Linked DNA regions of Mus musculus: region 1 is linked to region 2. A link is a contact called in public Hi-C data. All regions are on one chromosome and are shown on one strand. The core of a region is the stretch at or near the end of the contact, and the rest is flanking DNA. Distances in the headings are between cores, read along the strand shown. Region 1 has its middle 31 kb from the start of Ptprq. Region 2 overlaps Ppfia2 (protein tyrosine phosphatase, receptor type, f polypeptide (PTPRF), interacting protein (liprin), alpha 2).

What was found. Hi-C and Micro-C count contacts between places; a contact is called where the count stands out from the background.
Region 1: a Hi-C map of cerebral cortex shows a contact between it and region 2, with 2.3 times the contacts expected there. The contact joins two enhancer-like sites. A contact is called at or near these places in 8 of 484 Hi-C or Micro-C datasets (cardiomyocytes, cerebral cortex, cochlea and 3 more).

What each region holds. Positions count from the first base shown.
Region 1 is chr10:107,748,048-107,754,035 of GRCm38.p6, reverse strand. No RefSeq gene overlaps it. Among named protein-coding and RNA genes, the nearest start is that of Ptprq, 31 kb to the right of the region's middle. Within about 2 kb of position 1,440, at least 36 of the 459 cell types and tissues checked have an H3K27ac peak or open chromatin away from gene starts, as enhancers often do. A contact at or near this core is called in cerebral cortex, where this site is marked.
Region 2 is chr10:106,620,783-106,626,290 of GRCm38.p6, reverse strand. All of the region lies in intron 3 of Ppfia2 (protein tyrosine phosphatase, receptor type, f polypeptide (PTPRF), interacting protein (liprin), alpha 2), which reads right to left. Among named protein-coding and RNA genes, the nearest start is that of 4930532I03Rik, 21 kb to the right of the region's middle. Within about 2 kb of position 2,755, at least 6 of the 459 cell types and tissues checked have an H3K27ac peak or open chromatin away from gene starts, as enhancers often do. A contact at or near this core is called in cerebral cortex, where this site is marked.

The DNA.
Region 1 (5,988 bases), core at 191-2,690, 1.1 Mb before region 2:
GTGTGCAGGTGATCAAAACACGGTGTACATGTGTGAAATTCTAAAGAATAAATAGGAAACGTTACTTAGATCACTTGACGGCGTCCAAATTTGCTTATAGCCATCAGAACCAAAATACCAATTTGATAGCAATGAAGTGTTCTCATAGCATGGGACTTTAACACCATTTGCTTTTTTGAAGACTGAAAAGGGTGCAGAGCACCCTCTGTCCAGCCAGGAATGAAGCAACCTGAGTATGGCTCTTTTGTAAAGCTGCCTGATTTCAGATCATTTTTGCTGTCTCAGGGCTCCCAGTCTAGGTACAGACATAAACAAATAAAAAGGTCAGCATTTACCCTACCGCAGAACAATGTTCTAGAAAGCAGAAGTTCAGAAGTTGGTGGTCTGTTACCCTTAGTGAGTGACGTGTCAGGGCTCCACTATAGAAGATTGAAGTTGAGCAGTGATTGCGATGAAAATTGGGGAAATTGAAATCAAGGCAGGTAACAGGAGGAGGAGGAGGAGGAGGAGGAGAAGGAAGAAGGAAGGAAGAAGGAAGAAGGAAGGAAGAAGGAAGAAGGAAGAAGAAGAAGAAAAGAAGAAGAAGAAGAAGAAGAAGAAGAAGAAGAAGAAGAAGAAGAAGAAGAAGAAGAAGAAGAAAAGAAGAAGAAGAAGAAGAAGAAGAAGAAGAAGAAGAAGAAGAAGAAGAAGAAGAAGAAGAAGAAGAAGAAGAAGAAGAAGAAGAAAAAAGTAGTTGTTAAAATCTTGCCAAAATGCTGTAGGGGAAAACACGTGTGCATGCCACTTCTCAACCATGCTAAAAAAAGACAATGGCTCCATACTGTTAGGTCCCAAACCCCAAATGGCAACAGAGCTGACATTATTGCAGATGACAGGTTGGGACCAGCTCAGGGTGGATGGACTCTGACCCGATAAACTTAACTTGGCATTCCTAAGAAACCTTGTAAAATGGGTTTCTGTTTGCCAGGGAAAGCAATTGCCTTTATATCTGCCCTATGCCCACTATCTCTGCAAAGGGCGTCTAGTTCTCTACTAACTCAAACAAACTTGCAACCAATCAAAGGCCCACACTACGCCCTCTTCCTCTCCTTCCTCTCGTGGCAACATAGCCCCTAACAACTGCCAAGATTCTCCCACCATTCTTGCCGGGGAGGTAGCATGGCAGTTTTGAATTGCCCCAAATAACTTTCTTTCCACTCATGGGGCTGTCTGATTCGGTGATTTTACTGCTCCCTTGCTTACACCTACAAAGCCACCTGTATAAAATTAACTGTAAGCTAGGCTACGCGATCTGTTTCTTTTTTCAACTTCTATAAGATGACAGGCTCTCACTTGTAATGTCCTTCATCGCCTCCGCTTCCCTCCCCTTGTGAGTACTGAACACAATTCCACTGGGATGTTTGGGGACTTGCCTCCCACTCCTCCCCCAGCAGTTTCTTGTCTCCATGGAGACTTTTCACTCAAACGGGAGACAGCGTTGTGGGCGGGGAAAGCATAATAACTAGGGAAGAGCCAGAGCTCTGAGAGCAGGAGGAAGGGGCAGGAGGGTTGGGGGGGGGGGTGGGGTGGCGGGTAGGTGGGACCTGGATTGTGCTTTGTGCATGGTGCAGACCTGGAACTTCCTCTGCACAGGGTCAGGGTCAGGGTAGACGAGGGGTCTCAAGGCTGCAAGCATTTCAGGTGTGCAAGCCTTGTGCTTTGACTAGCTAATCCTTCAGCCCTTTCCTTCCTGCTTGAAGGGTTCCTGTCCACCTTGGCATCAATACATGGAAATTCCTAGTCATCTCACCGTTTGCCTTCCACTCAGGACATTTAGAAAAACTGTACTTGAAAAGAACCAGTCTGTCTCTATCCACTAGAGGGGTAAACACTGTGACTTACAGATAATCAGAGTGTGCACCGTAAGGGACAGCAAGCTGTTTGCACTCCAGCGTTCCACAACTTGTAGCATATGTAGTGAACATTCTAATTTACACAGAGACTTGGGGACGGATAAGCAGAGAACAAAACTCTTACATCAGTTGGCCAGTTAAGTGAGACGTGTGAAAGCTTTGCGGTTTTGTGGAAGGGCTTGAGGATTTGATGGTTAGCTGTTTCTTTTTAACTGGCTGTGTGTTTTCTCTAAGGCAAACACCTGCTTCATAGTAACCAAAGAGGATTTTGTAGGAAGAAACTTGCTTTAGGGTGCTGATTTGAATGGATTCTGTGGACCTGTTTTTAACCAAAGGGCATTTGCAATTTGAGAAATAAGAATGTGAAGCTCAGCCTCTCTCTCTCTCTCTCTCTCTCTCTCTCTCTCTCTCTCTCTCTCTCTCCCTCCCTCCCTCCCTCCCTCCCTCCCTCCCTCCCTCCCCCTCTTTCTTCTTCTTCTTCTTCTTCTTCTTCTTCTTCTTCTTCTTCTTCTTCTTCTTCTTCTTCTTCTTCTTCTTCTTCTTTTCTTCTTCTTCTTCTTCTTCTTCTTCTTCTTCTTCTTCTTCTTCTTCTTCTTCTTCTTCTTCTTCTTCTTCTTCTTCTTCTTCTTCTTTCTTCCCTTTCCCTCTTTCTTTCTTTCTTTCTTTCTTTCTTTCTTCCTTTCTTTCTTTCTTTCTTTTGACTTTGACACAGGGTCTTATTTTACAGCTGATAGTTCAGGTGGACATTTTTTTAAAAAGAGCATCTAACATGAAAGATCGCTTGCCACACAAGCTCTTGGATGAAAATATTTTTAGAGTAAATTGAGTTGAAATTATCCTTACATGTTTTTTCTACCTAAATTTCAATTTTATCAACAGCATTTGAAATATTTTTCATAATGATGGTGTCACTTTAAAATGTGAGGGATCACCTCCAATGCAGGAGCAGTGTGTAGGTGTTCTCATCGTTCATCTAGTGAGGTTAAATAGTTTTGCACAATGAGATGTAATTTTGTGTACTTGCCTGGTAATTCATTTTATTTCTAACACTTTCTTCATATTCAATTAAAATGATTTCTAGAAGCAAATTATTTTCCTATTTGTTGGAAAGTACTGAAGCTTCCAATTTTATTAGATAGAGAGCATTATGTATCGGGTACTTATTAATGTCTCCACATTCTCCTGGATGAGCAATCTATCTAAATGGAAAAGACAGAATATTGAACTAACACACTCTCTCTCTCTCTCTCTCTCTCTCTCTCTCTCTCTGACACACTCTCTCTCTCTCATGCACGCACACACAGGTTAAAGATGTCAAATACTTTAGTTTCAAAGCTAAATATATGCGTGTTTGATTAAACTAAGCATACTTGACTTTCCAGGTAGTGAATCAATTATCATACTGCTCTGGTGACACTCTGTTATCAAGGATGAGACATTTTGTAGTGTGTCTCTGTGACAGTAATTAACTAACAGTCAAGATGCAATTGACTTGAGTCTATCATTTGGGAAAACAGGGGATGCACTAAAGGGGAATAGTAATATCAGGGTGAATTCATAAGAATGGTTTCCTGTGTTAGGTATCACACCTATGTGAGCATGTAAATGGCACATGTCTCCACTCCTTACTAGTATGGGATTTGTAAGCAGGGAAGAGATCATAATTTGGTAAAGGGCATAGCAGATGAAGCATTTCAAGGTTGGTTGTTGGACTGTGATAAATAGGGGTTTGTGTCTGTGGAGACTCAACCCAACAATGCTGTGAGACTTGCTTCTCAAGTCTTTGATGCTCAAGTTACTAATATAAAAAATAACGTGGAATTTGCATATACCCTGTATGTATACTGTTATATACTTTAAATTAGGTCTAGATATTTAGAATATCTAATACAGTATAAATGTTACACAGTACTGCATTGCTTAAGGAACAAAACAACTTTTCCCAAATACTTTTGATCTGAGACTTATTGGGCCCACAAATATGGAACCTAGGGATCTAGAGGGCTGACTGAGTGTCAGTCTCTTGAAACTGAAATCTTTTTATCTTTTTTTTTTTTTTTTTTTTGTAATTTAAGACACTATGTCATGTCGAATTCTCTAGTTTATTGAAATAAACTGAAGACTGAAAATGACTCAAAGTCAGCCATTTTGCACCCAAATGTCACATTATGTGACTCATCTGTGGTTGCTTTCATAGGTATTGGAAGTCAAAGATTGCTTTGCAGAAGGTGAGCAGAGAAGAGGGAGAGATGGGGAGAGATTTACTGATGGGTACCAAGTTGCAATCAAGTCGTGTCTTCCATATAGGAAAGTGTCCACAGACAGTGTTTCTACACTGCATTCTCAAAAAGACTCAACACAGGACTTTAAAGTTTTTCACCCATGAGAAGTAACAAATGTTTGAGGCAGGCATGTTTAACCTTATGCAACAGACACATGTAATGATATGAAGAATATCTCATAGATAGGTATAACCCTTGTGTCTTTATGCATCAATCAAAAGCAAATTAAACAAAACCAGTAAGTAACCAGCTATATCCCTCTACTTTCAAAAAGAATAAAGAATAACTAACTGGTATATTTTTATGGTATCTTGTGAGTTATTTTTAGTAATGAAAAATATCTTTTCCCTCTCATCCATCTCCTTACCATAAACAATAAACAAGAATGTTTTCAAGAACTCCTGAGATGTAGGGTTGAGGCAACACTGAAGTAAGTACCAACATGAACTAATGCACACATCTCCTCCAAACTGGATGCTGTCTCTACTCTTTTTTACTACACATCACACAGAAATAAAAATTAAAATTAAAATTAAGCAGTTATTCCTACCTTTTTTTCTAGAAGGAGAACATTTTTTTGAAACCAGAAGAACTAGAATATAATTATTTACATGATTGTCTTGTATTTAAAAATGTAAGAAAAATAATTCTAAAGTTGGGTCTCCTTTAGACAGGAAAACATCTGGGTCTTGCTCTAATGGAGTTATAATTGCACACTAATTCTGCACACGTAATTCCAGAAGCTACTTTACAACAGTTCTAATTGGTTACAATTCATTCCCTACTTGATTAATAAAAGCATTAACATTTTTATTGGTTTGGGAGATGTTAAGAGTAAAATAAACAGAAAGTTAGGGGTTGCATTGTTAAAATTACATAGCTTAGTAAGGAGAGTTATGTGACATTATATTGATGTATTGATCTCTGACATGACACAATTAGGTAGGTTCATCTTCACAAGGAAAAGTAACCATTGTAAAATTACCAGTGTCAGTATGTCTGGAAAGATACCCCAGTCACACTGTAACAGTCTCAAGTTTTTCAAACCTTGAAGATATTATTTTAAAAACGAAGAGGAAAGAATATTTGTATCTTCATATCTTAGGTCAAAGAATCAACATGGACTGCTCTTAACGATGTGTATGTCAGTAAAGAGCTATTGTGTTAAATGAAACTTTTGTCTATGTTCATTCATGTGTCTGTTAGCCCTGACTTTATTAGTTCAACAAATGTTTCTTTATTATTACATATACATACTAGACATAGCTTATATTTCTGTAGACTATTTTTGTCAACCACTTCGGTAGGCATCGGATTCTTGGGCCGATAGTGTTTTAATTGTGGTCTTCCCTTGATCAGTCCAGGATTGATATGCATGAGATCATTTTCACGACTTACAGCCTTATCCAACTCAAATCATTACTAACGCAGTTTTCTCCTGTGAGCTTCAGAAGTGCTCATTATATTCCTAATAAATGGTTGGTCTTTCCCACAGATGCGTCAGCGTTGTCGAGCTGAGTGCGTAATGTTCCTCCCCTCAACCTTATTCCACTTTCTGCAATTGTCTCCTTTCCTACAAATATAGAAATATAACCCAACGTGGACATTTGTTCTCTCTCACTCTTTCTACTCCATACACCTAAAGTTCTGATGCTAGTTTTATGAAAAGACATTGAAAGAGCTGAAGGTTTTGTTTAGCATCAGTGAAGTGAGGCTCGTGTGTGGCATTTTCTTCAGTTTTCTAAAAGTGTGGAGTGTCTCACAAACTCTCATCTGGTCAGTGGTTTGCTGAAAAACCCAACCCCTAGCACCAA
Region 2 (5,508 bases), core at 1,506-4,005:
TAAATAAACATTTTTAAAAGTAGTTGTAAGACATATTCCATTTCATGTAGTCATTTGCCTTTAACGCATTCATTTATGCACATGGATAAGAAGCTCAGAAGTTTGCTATGGTGATGAGAATTTTTGAAACTTAAACAACATATTAAACTGGCTGCTCATTTTCTGTTAGTTTGTGGTAAACTCAGAGGTGAAAAGAGGACATGATGAGAGAAGAATGAAGGATGAAAACCAGAGAACTAGAGGGAGGGGAGGAAGGAAAGGGAAGGAAAAAAATGTCATATCGCTACAATATGCACCATAGCACTATATGATAACAAATAATTTTGCCAGTATTTATTCTCTATTGTACATCATGCCAGATGGAGTGCGTGGTGGAGCCCAGATGGACACTGATTTTGATTGAGTACATGTGGACTATGATAGCTCCCTAAGTTATTGCTAGCTAGCTATTCATTCTCCTTTCTCACACTTTCTCTGGGGTATTTATCCATTTCCAGATCCAGCAGTATGTATCTTTATGTTCATATCACATATGGTATGGATACAACTTCACACAGAATAGGCAAGCTTTTGGTGAATTAATGAAGAAAAGATTAGCTATAGTCTGAATATCAGTCTGTATTTTAATTTAAAAATGTAGTAGTTCTAAGTGTCTTTAAGATATTTAATAGGCTGTGTTATATATACAGGAAGGCAAGCATTTGCTAATCTATATGTATCAACTTCCTTACCTATATATACAGATTAGTTCATTTCTCTGCAACCACAAAGCATTGGGGGAAAGTGTCACTGAATAAGAGAAGTGTGATGGGAGGAGAGGCCCTTGGTCCTATGAAGGCTCAATAGATGCCTCAGTGTAGGGGAATGCCAGGGTGGGGAGGCAAGAATGAGTGGGTGGGTGGGAAAACACTCTCATTGAAGCAGAGGGAAGGGGTGGGAGAGGGAGTTTCCAGGGAGGACTGGGAAAGGGGATAACATTTGAAATGCAAATAAAGAAAATATCCAATAAAGAAGTAGTTTCTTGTCTTCTTTATGCAAAAACACTTCCTTTAAGCCATTTCATAAGAAAATGATGCAAACGATGGAAGGAAGGAAAGAGCCAAAATAGTTACCAGTCCTGCGGAAAGGACTTGGGTCATTTTGTGTTAGCATGAAATAATAAAGCTTTGTTCATAAAGACAACAGTCACAGTGAATTAACATTCTATTCTGCATCTCATGCTGAATAAAGATCAGAATATTATAGAAGCAAGGATAATGTTGGAACAACTGTAGACTACACTAATTCCCTATTCATGCATTTTCTTTCTTATTCTTCATGATATCTACAGCCACCGTTGCCATGGTAGAAAGAACATCATTTCCTGTTTAATTTTACTTTCCCCAAGAATTTTGTTTAGAAGATAAAGCCAATCACTGTCATGTTTTTAACTCAGCTAAGAATAATGGCAATAGGTCAACACCTACATTCATCAAAGGACTTTGTATGCCATTGTGTGGACCTCAAAAAATCCTCATGAAGAAGCATCTCTTCCTTTCTAGTGTATATAAAAAGTTATTTTATTATAATCATCAAATATATTTAAAATCACATAGCCAAAATGGTGTAAAGTCTTCATTTAAAATCCACTCTATTTGATTATCAAGTACCTTATTAAAGTAAGATTTGGCAGTAATTTATCTGACAAGATTTTTACTTGATGTATAAGAAACAAAAATAGGTTTCTAAATTTATTAATTAATGCATACTTCATATAAAATAATTATTAAATGTCATTGTATCTGATTTACTATGCATTTTTATTTTATGAAATTAAGCAAAATTTCCTAGCTCACTAGATGTGGATTGTATGGAAAGGGGAAAGGAATCAGAGACTTCTGTCCTTAATAGAGATTCACAATTTCAGGCTAATCTGTGGAAGGATAAAACAGCCATCATATGAGACAAAGATTGCTTTAGAGATTGGGTAAAATCCAAGTGTTTTGATTTCTGCAGGCTGTATTTGAGAGTACTATTACTCAGTAAATAAAAATGTCACAGTGGAGGATGAATATACAAATCTGGAGCCACAACTGAATATAAATTGAAAACAAAAGACTGGATGAGGTCAGTAAAGACATGAGTGTTCATAGAAAAGACACTCTGAACATTGAGCAATGAAAAGTAAAGAAGCAATTGATGACACAGGGAGCACAAGAAAGTGACGCACGCCTTTAATCCCAGCACTTGGGTGGCAGAGGCAGGCAGATTTCTAAGTTCGAGGCCAGCCTGGTCTACAGAGTGAGTTCCAGGACAGCCAGGGCTACACAGATTAACCCTGGCTCAACAAACAAACAAACAAACAAAAACAAAACAAAAAGAAGAATAAGATGGATGTGTACTTAAAGTCCTGTCAATCAAGTAGACGGTGGCAGTCAAATGAATTTCAAAGAGTCCTGTGAGAACAAATATGAGGAGGACTGAAAATTAGCAATAGGCTATTAAAATACAGAAGTTATTTTGGTGGAACAACACAGAAAAGCTGAACCTTATTGGTTCAAATATAAATGTGAATTGGGAGAACTAGAAGCAGTATTTATAAGCCACTAATTTTGGTAATTATGAGCACGTGATGGGCCTGAATAATGTGAGCACATGTGTTTGTGTGCAGTTGCATGTGACCATGTGTGTGCGTGCTGAGAAGAAAGGTTTGGTAGCACACGTCCGTTTCAATCACTACGCAGTATGTAGTGAGGCAGCGTAAAGCACTAAGCACAGAACTTGTCAGTTTGGCTCCATTAGCAATTCAGCTTGCTCTGGGGGATCCCTGTACGCTCCTCGAGCACTGGGATGCAGGACGCTACTTTGCCTGCTCAGAATAAACGTGGGTTCTAGGGATCCAAACACAGTTCTGCACATTTCCAGAACAAGGGCTTTATTTCCTGCACTATTTTCCTGGGCACATAAAATCACTCTGCAGCACGAGTTCTCAAAAAGAAACCGGTAAGTGAAGGATTTGCTAACAATGAAAAGAGAGGAAGGAACAACACATTCACATGGAAGGGGAAACCTCTAAGGGGGAAAATGATGCTAGAGCATGCAAAGAACCGAAGGTGTAGAGTATGATCACTGAGCAGAGGAGGGGGGAATCTGCGACACAAGAGACTAGCTTTCGGGAGGAGCTAAGACTCCCTTGGGAAATAGATGATAAAGATGGGCTTGGAGCTCAACAGCCACCATTAGCAGTTGTGGTGGTAGAAGTTTGTATACATTCTCAGGAACTTGGAAGCAAGGATATCAGCTATATAAGACTGAGAGAAAACGTTTTTTTCTTTCTCAGAACTTAAAATACTCAGAAACAGGCTTCAGCATTATTTTAGGTCCATATCACTGTATTATAAAAAAAGTATTATTGTCTTTGTAATAATAGGAACACTGAGAAGCATGGACCTGGTATACTTATCTGGAAACCTTGTTATTTGCTTTATAAAGATCTATATTTATTTTTTCCCAGTCAAATTTTGTCTCTTAGTCTGATCATCACTATTGTTCCGGTCATGTTATCATTTTCATGTCGTTAATGAAACTTGATAAGTATATTCTATGCCAGTAACTAAAGGAGAAATACGTGAAGTGCGGCTTAGGAAGGAATAACCTCTAGCACATCTTCAATGTACCTGCTAATGCAAAATTATTTAAAAATGTATCAGATCGTAACCTCTGCCTGTAAATATAGGCAACTGAAAGACAGCAATCAAGTCTTCGTTGTTCAGCTTTCTTAATAAGAGGTTATGAGACACAAAATTAAGAATCTGCTATGATATCAAAAATTATATGGCTACATAATATATTCAAATTATCTTCCTTGTACTTGACATTCACAACACGTAAATAAATGGAGGAAACAAATATTAACATTTCATAACTAATGTAGAAAGTCTTATTGCAAATGATCCCCTCTAATATCTCCAGAGTACACAATCAGGAATGTAATTATCGTGCCCTGAAAAGCGTTATCTACATTATATGTCCTATTCACATGAATAAATATTAATTTAATTGAACTGATTAGGTGCAAAGAATTGGATGTTTCCTTCAATTCTGATTGTACCGCTATTAAGGAGTGAACCAACTTCTGATTGAACCAACTCCTAAGAGCACTGGCAATTATGCCAAACAGTCTCGAGACTATATTCCTTTCTTTTTATTTTCTGAATGAATAAAACATTGACTTAGCATCCCTGAACCCAAGTTTTCTTCCCTTAAGAGTGGTTTAAAATAAGTTCTAACTCACCTGGATGCTCTGAAAACCGAGATGAGGCATGCATTCCTAATTACATCATGTTGGATATATGCATTTTAAAATGACATCTAAATCACCCACTGTTTTAAGGTTTCCATTGCTGTGAAGGGACACCATGTCCAAGGCAACTCTTATAAAGGACAACATTTAATTGGGGCTGGCTTACAGCTTTAGACATTTAGTCCATTATCATCATGACAGGAAGCATGGTAGCATCAAGGCAGACATACTGGAGACTGAGCTTAGAGCTTTACATTTTAATCCAACTTCAGCTAGGAGAAATTGTCTCCTGCAGGCATCCAGGAGGGTCTCTCTTCAGCATCTAGTGGAGCTTGCACATAGGAGGAGGCCTCTAAACCCCACCCACAGTGACACACTTCCTCCAATAAGGCTTCACCTCCTCTAATAAGGCCATACACCCTAATAGTGTCACTTCCCATGAACCAAGCATATTCAAACCACCACACCCACTAAGATCCAGTTTCAGTGTCTTTTTTTTTTTTTTTAATGCTTCAGCAGGCCAAAGTTAGGAATTCTTATCATCTCCAAACTACTGTGTGTTAGCTGCAATACTCTTTAAGATGTTCAATAGACTGGTCATAACCAGTCCCTATGCCTGCCTCTCAACGGAGACCTTGGGAAACTTGGCCAGTCTCTCTTGTTTCTGATTTTGCTCAACAGTGTAGGTTAGGACATGTGTGACCCTGCAAACCAAAATCATTCTCTTTTACTGCTTTCTATTCTCTGATAATTTACTGTAATAGTTTGGCTAGCACCCAACTTCCTCTTCATGGCAATTTATATTACTTTGGCTTGGGCCTCTATAGGGCAAGAGCCAAGCTCAACCACATTCACACCCCAGGCCTAGCTCCAGGCATGCTGCTTTGCTGGTAAACTCCCCAGAACCTTGCCCACCAACTCCATCTGTTGATTCCTAAGTCAACCTCTTCTCACACATCTCCAGCTTGGTTCTTGCTGCTGAGTTGTCCTAAAACCAAATCTGTCCACACAGTCTCAGTACTCACGGTCCTAGCTCCAGACACACAGCTTGTGCAGTGGTTTACCTGAAGAATACACCCAGTACAAAACCTACCAAGCTTTCTCTACACACCAGGTCACATTCTTGCTGTTCAGCTCCTCTACTGGCCCATGCTGAGGGATGTTACAATCTCATATCAGACTCACAACCCATTAAAATCTACATACCAGTGTAACATCACAAAACC